Regions from separate parts of the Mus musculus genome. Here region 1 is linked to region 2. A link is a contact called in public HiChIP or PLAC-seq data. All regions are on one chromosome and are shown on one strand. The core of a region is the stretch at or near the end of the contact, and the rest is flanking DNA. Distances in the headings are between cores, read along the strand shown. Region 1 overlaps Pik3r6 (phosphoinositide-3-kinase regulatory subunit 5). Region 2 overlaps Stx8 (syntaxin 8).

Region 1 (6,814 bases), core at 1,525-4,024, 520 kb before region 2:
ACAGGTGTTTCCTTGAACAAATCCTTACACATCCTAGCGTCCACTCCTTGGAGGATCTAGACGAGGATGGGAAGTCTGGGAAGTGCTCCCCACAAGGGCAGATTTCCCTTGCAGTAACCAACAACCAAGAGTGTTTCTACACACAAGTAATTTGTCTTCTCGAGTCACCAGACAACACAAACGACATACCTCAGGGCTTCCCTTTATGACTTGGCTGCCAAGCAAGTCGCAGCTGAGTTAGAGTCCAGTCCCAAACATCAGCCTGTGTCAAGGGGCCGGGACCTCACTTCCTGCTTCCTCTTTGCTGCCTCTGCTTTGTGTTTTACTACGTGCACACCTTCATTGTCTCTAATTCCTTTAGAAGTGTAGAGGCTATATCTGTAAACATCAGGGATGGTAGGTAGCTCCAGGTAAGCCATTAAGGCTGAGGTATCCTGCACTCTGCTGGTTATCAGGCAGCCCCGCGAAGTGGCTATGAGGCGCCCACATTCTCCAGAGTGTGATCATTGCCATCTCTGAAGCCCCCACTTTCCTCCCAACTCTCACTCATCCCTGAGAGGCAATTGTCTAGGCCCGATTCCCAGCTTCCCCAAATCTGAAGGTTCACAGAACGTGACAGCCATGTCTACCCACCTAGACACTCTACTGAGCAGGGCCCCATCTCTCCAAATTAGCCAGGGATTCACTTAGTCTGGCATGACGAGTGCTCCAACCTGCCCTCTCATCTACCATCTCTACCTCACATGAAGATTTAATGAAGTTATTTAATGAACGTAATGCTAGGTGAATCATTAGTAAATTCGTTGTCTTTCTCCCTCCCCCTTTCCTCCCTCCCCTTCTTTCCCTCCCTCTCCTCCCTTCTCTATGCCCTTTGGTTTTTGCTTTTCCTTTCTTCCTTCCCCTCTCTCCTTTCTCCTTCCCTGCTGTGTTCTTTCTTTCCATGGCCCTCTCCTGACTTCTCTCCATTGAACTTTTAGTCCTTCTTTTATCCCCCTCCCTTCTCTCTCCCTCCCTCCTTTCTTCCCTTTCTTCTGTTCCCCCTTTGTCCTTTGACTACATGAAAAGATTTAAACCAGTGATAATTCTGATCTGTCTCTGCCTCTGCCCATCCCCCATGTTTCAGAGAAAAAGAGAAGTTGCCAGTCGGTCCTGGAGACAATCTCAAACAAATGCTGTTTTTGAAAGCTAGGACAGAGTCATGCTTTGGCCCTCTACTGGCTTGTGTTGACATGGTCTGCTCAGGCTTGTGTTGTATTTTCTGAAAACTGACTTAGGAATCAGGAAGTTTGTATAAAAATGTATATGCCTGGCATCTCTTGCAAATCCATGGACGCTTTTGTGAGTCTTTCTGATAGGGATGATGGGCAGGCGCCGGGAAACAGCAGGCCCGGGATTCAGCATGGCTTCTCTGCTTTTTCCCCACCACCTTTCCTGTCTTCACTGGCTTCCATTCCTTGTCTGACCGTGGAGACCCCAGTTATCTAACTGAGCTGACCTGGGTTGTCCAAAAGGAGACGGAGTGAAAGGTAATATTCTCCTTTCAAGGAGGTGAGACTTCTTAAGACCAGGAGGAAAAAAGTGTTACAGAGTCTCAGGGAAAAGGCACCGGAGCACCAAGCACTGTGTCTTTGGATGCCACATAGAAACCTTCTGAACCAACTTTTCCCAGAGCACAGGAAGTCTTCATCTCCCTTTAGGCCATACAACATGGTTGGCCACTTCAGGAGGCCCCAGCCAAATAGAAGGCCCATCACTGACTCTCCCCAGTGCCCAGGCCTTGCAAGCCCAGCTCCACAGGGGAAGGACACACTCTTGATCTTGGTGATGCTGGATATTACAAGTATACCTTATATTATTATTATTATTATTATTATTATTATTATTATTTTGGATTTTTCAAGACAGAGTTTCTCTGTGTAGCTTTTATTGTCTTAGAAGTCACTCTGTAGACTAGGCTAGCCTCAAACTCACAGAGATCTGCCTCCCAAGTGCTGGAATTAAAGGTGTACACCATCACCACCTGGTAAAATTAGGTATTATTAATATTTCAACACAATGCTAACTGTTCATCAAATCAAGGTAGACAGGAAGACTACATTTCCCAGACTCCCTTGTGGTTAGAGAAGAGCAGCGCAACAAATTCTGACCAATGGAATGTGATAGAAGTGAAGCCTGTCATTTGCAGGACTGACCCTAGAATTTCACACCTTGTACCCATACCGTTCCCACTGAGCCCTGGAAGATGGTGCCACAAGATTGTATCCTCAGATACCAGAAGACTGCTTAGAGCCTAGACTGGACTGTGATTCCATGTAAAGTGAGCATTGCTGAGCTATTCTGAGATGTGGGGTCATTTGTTACATCAGCTAGCATTCCTTGACTGACTTATAGATGTACAAAATATTTCTTCACTGAGCAGCCAGGCCTTCTGGACACGCCCTCCCCCAACCCTACACACTGACCTGAGCTCTCCATGGAGTCTGTCCTGTATGGGGGAGGATGTGGTCGTCTCAAGCAGCAGAGCAGAACGTAGAATGGTGGTTTCTACACAGAGATTTCTGTAAAATAAGAGGCAGCCTGTTAGTGTGCATAGGAAATGCAGGTGTAACATCCAGGATCCCTGCCTGCCAGCCGCAGCTGCAAACTCCAAGCGGGAGACACGGGGCAGCTACCTAAGCATTCTAAACAGTTCATAGTATCAGGAAGAGGGCAGAAGGGAAACAGAACTCAAGGAAGAATGATCTAGTAATGAGACTTCTGCTTTCCCCCTTCTTCCATAACCAGCCTGGCATGACGCCAGTCCAGCAGTCTAAGAAAAGAGTTAAAGGTTGGGGGTGGGGTGAGGGTGGGGCACCTGAGAGATGACTCGGGAGTTAAAAGTCTGTACTGCTTCCTCACAGGACCAGAGTTCAGTTCTGGCATCCATAGTGGACAACTCACAACCACCTGTAACAAGTCAGGCTCCAGGGAATCCAATGGGCTTGCTCCATGGGTGTCTGCACTCTCATACATGCACACAATCCCCCCCTCACCCTCAGTTTAAAAAGAAAAAGCCCCTGTTTGTTGTCTGAGCTGCAGAAAAGACCTCTTTAAACTTGGGAGATGGGGAACTCCTTCTCACGCTTTCATTTTCTGCTATAGCCCCAGGGACTCATGCAATGCTTAGAGCAGTGGTGCTGGACGTGGTGGCTTAAAGATGCCAAGGAGTCAAAAAAAGGGAAGCGCATCTCTCCAAGCCCAGAGTTCATGATCCTGAGAGCTGAAGAGGAATCTGCTACCATTCCTGTCTGTCAGAGGAACAACCAACAAAAAAGAACAAACTACAGGAGTATTAATAAAAATGTCAGATCTCGAGATACAACAATAACTACATTAAATGTAAATGGCCTAAATTCACCAAGAGAAGGTTGCCAGAATGGGTAGCCTGAAGAAAAGGTTTGGGGTTGCTTATTTGTTTTCAGATGGGATCTCACTGAGTAGCTCTGACTGACCCCAAGTTAATTATGTATTCTAGGCTGACATCAAACTTGCAGCAATCCTCCTGCCTCTGCTTACCAAGTGCAGTGATTAGTAGAGTGCACCACCAAGCCTGACTTGCATGACATAAAGGTAAGCAGAGTTAATTCTATGCTGTCTACAATAAAGTTTAAACAATAGTTTAAATAAGCTAGTTACAAACAAAAAGATATACCATGAAAATACGAAGAAAATTAAAGTTAAGGAGTCTAGGTGGCTATATGAATGTAAAACAAAGTACATATCAGAAGAAGAAATTTACTGGGAATAAAGAGGGACATTATAAAATGATAAAGACTCAATTCATGAGGAACATGCATATAGTTGTGTGTGTGTGTGTGTGTGTACCTGTGTGGCTTCAAAATTCATGAAAGAATACCTAGTAAAATTAAAGCATAAGTTGAAAAATCTACTATTATAGTTGGAAATGTCAGCTTGTCTCTCTCAGTAACTGATAGTCAAGAAAAAAAAATCAACAGAAATGTAGAGATATTGGAGCGGAGAGATGGCTCAGTGGTTAAGAACACTGACTGCTCTTGCAGAGGACCTGGGTTCAATTTCCAGCACCTACATATCAACTCATAATGTCTGTAACCTCAGTTACATGAGCACAAGGCATACATGTGATGTATATGTATAACATACAATAAAAACACCTCTACACATAAAATGAAGAAATCTTAAAAATAAGGTAAAATTAAAACGCATCTTTTCAAGAAAGATAATAGAGACACCAAATAACATTAAATAACAGTACCAATCAACTGAATTTAATTAACATCTATAGAATCTTATAGACAATAACCACTGTATGGAAATTATTTTAAAATGTACATAGTATGTCCAGCAGGATAGGTCTCGAACAGGTTGTATAAACCTTAACACACTTAAGATAATAATACAATACAAAATAAGTTCACAGACCCTAATAATAGTAAACTGAAAATAAAAAACATGAATATAACTTTTGAAAAGTCTTCAAACATATAAAGAAATGTATTTCTTTGAAAATGTTTTCTAAAGGTTTATTTGTAGTGTACATATGGAGAGAGGGAAGGAGGCTTGTGCACCTGAGTTCAATGCCTATAGAGTCCAGAAAAGATCCCTTGGAGTTGGAGTTTTCAGTGGTTGTGAACCACCCAGTATGGTGCTGAGAAACAGACATGGGTTCTTTGCAAGAACAGTAAGTAGCTGCTGAGCCACCCCCCTAGCCTAGCATCTCTCTCTAAATCATGCATGAACTTAGAAAACAGAGTACAGGGGAACATTTTCCAGCCCATTTCAGAAGTCTCTCATAAACCAAAACCAAACAAGGATAGTACCAGAAGAAGAAGGAGGAGGAAGAGGAGGAGGAGAAGGAAGAGGAGGAGAAGAAGGAAGAAGAGGACAGGAAGAAAAGAAACAATATCTCTTATGCATATATATGGAAAAATAGTCAACCAAGTATTAGCAATATATGGACAGTAATACATAATGGCTTGATGAATTTATCCCAGGCATGAAATGCTAACTCGATATTTGAAAACCAATCAATGTAAATCTACTATGGTGAAGACTAAAAATAATCACATAATCCTATCACTTGATAGCATTTGACTATCTCAGTGATCATGGACGACAAAAGCTCACGGGGGGTTAGGAGCAGGGGGATTTTATTACTATGATAAAGAGCATCCAATAGCACAGGACAGAAGTGAGGTGTCTGTCTGCTGCTACCATTGTTAGCCAACTTGACATTAGAAATCCTTGCCAGGGTAATATGGAGGAAAACAGCCACACATACCAGATTGCTGCATTGTCGAAGGAACTCCCGAGCTAAAGCCAGTCTACAGTATACGTATTGGAAGGAGGAAATAACCCTGCAGGTAAATGATTATCTGCAGACATTGTGTTACTTACTTAAAATAACTGATATCATATAAATCATTGCTGGTTAAAAACCTTAGAACAAACAAAATGAATTCACACACACACACACACACACACACACACACACACACACACACACACACACTCTTAGGGTGAACAGAATGGCTAAGTAGGTAAAAGTACTTATGGCCAAACCAATGACCAGAATTTAGTTCCCAAACCCCACATGGTGGAAAAAATTTCATTCCTGTTGGTTGTCCTCTGACCTTCATATACATGCACAATGCACATGGAAACATTTAAATAAATGTAATAAAAACACTTTTAAAACATCCCTTACAACTAGTGAATAATTTAGGTAGGGGCACAAGAAGCAAGGACACATCGCACACCACCAGACATATCTTTATATACTAAGAATGAGCAATTGAAACCCCTAATTTAAAACATATGATCCTTTGAAATAGCATCAAAATTAACAAACAAAGAAACACCAGGGTATAAATCTAACAAAACATGTGGAACCTGTAGATGAGAATGCTAATGAAATAATAAGACATACATAAATAAAGAGGCCTGTTAGGCTCACAGTTTGGAAGATCTCTTAAGATGTGAGCCTTCCCAGGCTGATGTATGGATGAATGAATCCTAACAAAAATGTCAGCAGAATTTTTTTTTTATAGTTACATATAAGTAGAAGCTGAGACTTATAGGGACAGGCAAAGAAATTGAGGTAGCCAAATAATATGGGGAAAGAATGTTTTTGGTGGGGACTCATTCTTCATTTTTCTTCATTTTAAGAATGACTACAAAGATATTAGTGAAAGACCAGACACATTATTTCAGATTTTCACAGTTGAGTGCTTATAGCCTGGCCCCTCTTCTAGTTCACTCTCTCTGCTTCATGCATGTGCTTAAGGATGTAAGCTTTCTGATCCTGCTGCCATGCCTCCCCACCGAGGTAGAGTGACTCTTATCCCCCTGGAACCTTAAGCCCAAATAAACTCTCTTTTCCCTAAGTTGCTTTTGGTCATGGTGTTTTATCACAGCAACAGAAAAGTAAGTAATACAGTAGGGAAAGGTGCTTGCAGACAAACCTGCCCACCCATGTCTAATCCCCAGAGCCCACAAGATGGAAGAAGAGAATCAACTCAGCCCACAACTTATCCTCTGCTCGCCACAGACACACTGTGGTCCACATGCATACATATATGGGTACAATAAATAATAAAATGTAATTAAAAAAATCTTCATGTCTGTCTTCCTCTCTGGGTGATAGGAACTGCTAAACTAAGTTCCAGCCAGCCAAAGCTAAATAAAGAGACCCTGCCTCAAAATAAATAAAATAAAATAAGATTCTATGGTCTGGGCACGGTGGACACTTGTAGCACAGGCTGCTCAAGAGGCTAAGATAGGAGAGGAGGCACGT
Region 2 (6,412 bases), core at 1,118-3,617:
CTCAATCTCTGAGCCACCTCACCAGCTCCAATTTCACATTATGTTAATAAACATTGCTGCAGGGCAGATAAAGGGTTAATACCTAGTGAGCAATCAGCAGGAACCCTGACACTAAGCAACATGCCCCGCTCAGTTATTTTCAACAATATAATAAAGGCCAACTTCACATTTTTTACCATTGTGCATTTTGTTGCTGCTGCTTAACCTGGAAAGCCTTTGGAAAGCCCAGGCTGCTGCTTCCAATCACTTCCCAACAGAATGCTTTCTTATATCCCCCCTGGAAATAACAGATACATCAACGACTTGATCGATGACCTAGAGCTGCAATAACTAATAGTCCTTCAAAGTTCAAGGTCTTCGGTTTCATTGCTTGATCGAGCATCCACATAGATAAGGTCTCCTTATAACTGGCCTTCATTCAGAAGTCAACTCGACCATTAGAGAAAAATGCCAATCCAGAGTAACAACTACAGAGAACCCACCAAGCAATAACTGGCCTCAGAAGTGCGTACACAGCCCAGACGCCTCAGACAGCTGCTCGGCCACGCTCAGAGTCAGCTTCGGAATGTTCAAGAGCAAGCTTAAACTTTGCTTAACACTCTCCAAGGCATGCTCCTAACAAAAAAGGATCACACACACAGTGAAGAGTGAAAAACACACATCTGTGTGAAGAAAGAGAGGTTAGAGACAGGAGCCTGGAGGCATGTGTGCAGGCACACACGGGCGGAATCTCTCCAGAAGGACACACAGACAACTGTCCAAGACGGCTGCCACCAGGAAGAAACGGGGAAAGTGCATGTTGGAGCTGAGCGAACCTTTGTTGTCACTGATAGTTCTTTCCACAGCTGGACATTTTGTTGCTTAACATAGTACTTTAAAATTTTACCATTAATCTATAACCTATGTAAACATAAAATTATAATGGTGCAAACATATAAGCAATAGTATATTATTTTAAAATATTCTTCAAAAACAAATACTCTATTAAATTGCCGTAAGTCACTGCAATATTCCAAAGTGTCAAAATTTTGGCTTAATAATCTCAACCAAATCGGTTAATAAAGATGTGGCTCAGTGGTGAAGTACTTGCCTGGCATACATGAGGCCTTGGGTTCAGGGGGGGAAACTCTGAGCCCTAAGAAAAAATCTGTCATAAGACATATGCAACTTTCCTCCCCAAAAAACCATGGTCACTCCCTGGGGCAGTAGCTCAGTGGCACAGTGAACTTTTTGCGAGGCCCTAAACATGATCCCCAAGGCCCAACCCCAAATAACAAAACTGTTCGCCATGTTCACCACATGACTAACATCAGACCACTAGTTAATACAGAGCAACAAAGCAGGTGTACCAGGGGCGGCAGTTATAGCTTAAGTGGCCGAGTGCTTGTCGAGACATACAAAGCCTGGGTTCAATCCCCAGCAGGGTGTAAAACAGGCATGGTTGCACACACTTGCCACCCCTGCTCTTGGAAGGCAGAGGCAGGAGGATCAGAAGTTCCAAGGCCATTCTAACTGGCTACAGAGAGAATACAAGGCCAGCCTACCGTACATGATGCCTTGTCCTGAAACAAAAGCAAAACAGATGTTCCAATACAAAGGGTGTGCCAGACTGCTTAAGCCCCTCCCCTTTTCAAATCCTCCTATGACTGCAATACTGTATGAGTCCACACACCGAATTCACTGGTCACAGTTCTCCAGCTTCTGAAGACAAAGTCGGAAGCTACTACCTCTCAAAACAGTTAAACAGGAATTAACATAGGATGCACAAGATCATGTCTGCAGAAGAAAACAACACGAGAAATTATGTGTATGTGTGAACATAATTGTAAATGTGCATATGTGTGTGTGTTAATGTGACTGTGCTTGTGCATATGTGCTCATATCTGCATGTGTTATGCATGTGCGTATGCTTGAGTTACATATGCTAGTGTTCAAACATGTAAGTGTATATGAGTGTGTTATGGAACTGGGTTATATTGTGCAAATTACTCATCAACTCCTGAGGAAGAAGTGGGAAGTGGAAACATCCCAGCTTCTTATAAAGACAAAATTGGGGGAGGGAGGTTGTGTAAAAGCAATGATCTAGCAAATGGAGCTTAGCATAAATAAAAGAATCCAAAGGCCAGTGAGCTACCTCTTCTCTAGGACAGAAAGAGCAGGAAATAAAAGTCCTTCCTTTGGTCAAAGAATTGGGGATGAGCCTCTGGCTCTTCAAGAAATATCACCCTGACAAGGGCTGCACACCAAGAGAGCCGGGGAAGAAAGCTGAGAAGCCCCCACCGTCTGCTCCTTCAGCACCCCTCATCTCTTCCCATTTTCAGAACATCAACTCTGGTCAAGGCTCTGCCCCCTGGAGAACATGACTGTCTTCATTTTCAGTTCAGAACAACATCTAGCTTGACTAACCAAGCCAATCATGGCAATTCAGAGACATCTTGGTTTCTGGTCTTATTGGGTCATGTGACACAGGCTACTCGATTTCAGTTTTAAGCCAAAGCTAATTGTGAAGTTCCCAGGAGGGGGTTCGTTACTCTTAAAAATAGTAAAACCTGGGCTGGAGAGATGGCTCAGTGGTTAAGGGCACGTAACTGCTCTTGCAGAGGACCCAAGTTCAGTTTCCAACATCCACATTAGGCATCTCACAACTGCCTGTGTCTGGCCTCCATGGGCTCCTGTACACACATGGGGCACATAAATTCATGCATACACATACACATAAAATAACAAATTTTCTTTAAGTGAAAACTGGGAAATGAGGTGATGGCTCCGTGGGAAAAGCACTGGTCACGCAGCTTGAGGTTCAGATCCCAGCACCCATGTTAACACCAGGCAACAAGGGATTCACTTGGACTCCCAGCATGCAAGAGGCAGAGGCAGAGGCAGAGGCAGAGGGAGAGACCGGGGGGGGGGGGGGTGTCTCCAGAACAAGTTGGGTAACCAGACTAAACAAATTGGCAAGCTCTGGGTTTAGTGAGAGACCCTGCCTCCAGATGTAAGTTAGAAAATGAAGATATCTGACACTGACCTCTGGCCTACACCCCCCTACACACACACACACACACACAACTGTGAACATGTTAGCACACATACACACATGCATACACAAACATGCAAAAATAACTGGAAAATGTAAGAATCAACAGAAAATCTATTAAAAGCAGAATTAAGAAAGTGGCGATAGCCGGGCATGGTGGTGCACGCCTTTAATCCCAGCACTTAGGAGGCAGAGGCAGGTGGATTTCTGAGTTCAAGGCCAGCCTGGTTTACAAAGTAAGTTCCAGGACAGCCAAGGTTACACAGAGAAATCCTGTCTCGAAAAGAAAAAGAAAAAGAAAGTGACTATTGTGTTAAGAGCAGACATCAGGTATCAAAAGCCTGTGTGCACAAAGGGGAACATAAAACAGCAAGGAGACTAAGAAAGAAGGCACAAGCTTGCCCTTCATCACGACACTTGGGAGACAGAAAGAGGTAATCGATGAGTTTGAGGCCAGCTTGACACACAGAGCAAGTTCCTGGCCAGCCACCATACATTGGAACAGAGCTGGCCTATAGACTGCAGAGCTGGCACGCCAGCAGAAAGAACACAAAGAACACATTGGGGATGAGCCTCTCAGGTGGCCCACAGGAATGTGTCACATGACAAAGTCAGCACCTCAGCCTTGAAAAGCCGCAGTCAGACACAAAACTACAAAGGCCAAATTGGAGAAGAGTGGGGTTCATGTTCTCCATCAGATACTTAACAGTTCCAACTGCTTAAAATTACTATTATTACTAATGCTGTGTGTATAGGATGGGGTAATCAGAGAACCCTCTGTAGAGTCAGTTCACACCTTCTTTCCACTTTTCTGTGGGTTCCAGGATCAAACTCAAGTTGTCAGGCTTGTGTAGCAAGCACTTTATCCACTGAGCCGTCATCTAGCCAGCTCAGTTGTTTTTGACTATTAAAAGCCACAATCCCAACACTTAGGAGGCAGAGACAGGCAGATCTCTGAGTTCGAGATCAGCCTGATCTACAGGTGGAGTTCCAGGACAGCCAGGGCTACACAGAGAAAGCCTATCTGGGGAGTGGAGAGCCATGTTTCTTTAGAACTTAGGTCACTGTAAATGCATGGTGTAGGTGCATGCAACTTTTCTAAGATAGCACGTGACAAATCTCTCCTTGGGGAAGCTGAGTGCACAGGCAAACAGGTGCAGGAACTGCTGACACAGGTCTGACTGGTTCTGACTTAGTGGGTGAGAGTTTCCAAATACCCAGAATTTCCAATGCGTATGGCCTCAGAACGAGCCTCCACTTCTGAGATTTTCTTCAGAGAGACATTCTGACACACGAGAAATTGCCCACATTTCAGATTATCTGCTGAGAGACAGTCTCGCATATCCCAGACCAGTACTGAACTTCTGTGGTAGAAAATATTGAACTTTTTTATAATAGAAAGACAAAGATACAAAATATAACTATTAATTAGTTAAATTAATTATGGTATGTGTACATGATGAAACATACTAAATACTAATATCTAATTTAATACTAATTCAATACTAATTTAATACTAATAACTTTATACTAAAATATCAACTACAAATCTGAATGGGAAAAATCTCTTGAGATATAATCATATATAAAGTATGTATGAAAGATGGTGGACTATAAGAGAATATACTCATGTTTATTGCTATAATCTTCAGAGACTCATAGAAGGATATGGGCAAAAACATTAATTACTTTGTAGGCGTGAGGGTCAAAACGGGAGGACTTTCCCTGAATCCTGGTAAATGCTTTTCAGATTTCCTAGCTACCCGAATATTTTACTCATGCTAAGTATCTTCTGCCTCTCCTAATGCTCTGGCCGGAGTGCAGCTAATAGCAGCTGCATCCATCTGGAAACCATGAGAGGCTTCGGACTGAACGGAAGGGACCACTCTGAGCAAGGCAGAGGAGGAGAGCGTAGGGACGGAGGGCAGCACCAGGCAGCTGAGTTAGCCAGCGTTTAATGTGGGGTCTCCTTCATGGGGATGCTTTCTTTAAGCAGACTTGGTAGTACCATCTGTTCCCTGTGGCTGAGAGAATCCTAACTGCATGATAACCGAACTTATTCCCCCCATGGGCACCTGAACTCACATGCAAACGTGTGACTGCATTTTCTTATAGACAGCCTAATTTCATTCTTCTTATGGCTTATAGCATTTAGATCCATTTTCTACTCTTCCATCACCACCTAGGCTGATTCCCAAGCACAGCCATCACGCATGGTGCTGGTTTAAACTCAGGGATGCAAGTATCTAGTATATGATGGTTTTGGTCCCTCTAGGTCTATTCCTTTTTTTTTTTTTTTTTTTCGGTTTTTCGAGACAGGGTTTCTCTCTTTAGCCCTGGCTCTCCTGGAACTCACTTTGTAGACCAGGCTGGCCACAAACTCAGAAATCCACCTGCCTCTGCCTCCGAGTGCTGGGATTAAAGGCATGTGCCACCACACCCAGCCTTTTTTTTTTAAAAAAAAAAGATTTATTTATTTATTTTTATGTTTATTGGTACGCTGTAGCTGTACAGATGGTTGTGAACCTTCATGTGGTTGTTGGGAATTGAACTCAGGACCTTTGGTAGAGCAGTCAGTGCTCTTATCCGCTGAGCCATCTCACCAGCCCTCTGGGTCTAATCCTAAGGAGTGGTACTGCTGGATCATATACTAGGTCTACTCTTTTTTTTTTTTTTTTAGGCATTCTATAATGATTTTCTTTTTGAAGCACTCTATAATGGTTCCCACAACAGCTTCTGCCAGGCGTTACTCCCACTCTTTCCGGTGTTTGTTGCCGTTTCTTTTCCAGATGGCAGCCATTAGGGTAAGACAGAATCTTAGTAACCTGAGTTGCATCCCTGATGGCTGAGGGTGTAGAGCTTTGGACTCTCCGTGACCTTGCTAACCCATCATACTTTTGAAAAGTGTTAGATCGGTTCATCTGGCCTTCTCTGAACAGGTCTGTTGGATCTTTCATGTTTACATGTCTGTCAGAAGGAAAGCCACAAGGCTCTGTGACATTCTGTAGACTGCACCATCAGTCTCCTTGTGTATGTGGGAGCCATTTATTGATTTAGGTACTAGGAACTTCAGGATTTCAGACTCTAATCCACACTCCCAGCTACCATCAGCCTCCTATTTTGAGGCATTCCCCACTTGTCAAATTGTACTATCCTCTGAGCTGTTAGAGTCCTATTTATAAAGTGCTGTCTATGCCCCAATCTTGAAATGTGTTTTTCTAGATGACTCAGACTTTGGGGTCTTGCACAGTTTTTGCTCCATGTATAGACTGCTTTTTGTACAGGGTGAGAGTCAGACATCTAGTTTCTGTCTGTAAAATGTGGGTATCCAGTTTTCCCAGTGCCATCTGTTAAAGAGGCTGTCTTTGCTGCCGTGTG

The links. HiChIP or PLAC-seq counts read pairs in DNA pulled down with a chosen protein or histone mark.
Region 1: an H3K27ac HiChIP or PLAC-seq map of large pre-B cells shows a contact between it and region 2, with 5 times the contacts expected there. The contact joins two enhancer-like sites. A contact is called at or near these places in 1 of 484 Hi-C or Micro-C datasets (nephron progenitors) and 1 of 115 datasets of contacts at active chromatin or transcription factors (large pre-B cells).

What each region holds. Positions count from the first base shown.
Region 1 is chr11:68,515,936-68,522,749 of GRCm38.p6, reverse strand. It overlaps Pik3r6 (phosphoinositide-3-kinase regulatory subunit 5), which reads right to left. Exons shown (of 20, transcript NM_001081566.2): 2 at 2,463-2,558. The coding sequence starts at 2,475. Among named protein-coding and RNA genes, the nearest start is that of Pik3r6, 16 kb to the right of the region's middle. Within about 2 kb of position 2,774, at least 40 of the 459 cell types and tissues checked have an H3K27ac peak or open chromatin away from gene starts, as enhancers often do.
Region 2 is chr11:67,991,371-67,997,782 of GRCm38.p6, reverse strand. The region is part of intron 4 of Stx8 (syntaxin 8); the gene reads right to left. Among named protein-coding and RNA genes, the nearest start is that of Stx8, 28 kb to the right of the region's middle. Within about 2 kb of position 2,367, at least 5 of the 459 cell types and tissues checked have an H3K27ac peak or open chromatin away from gene starts, as enhancers often do.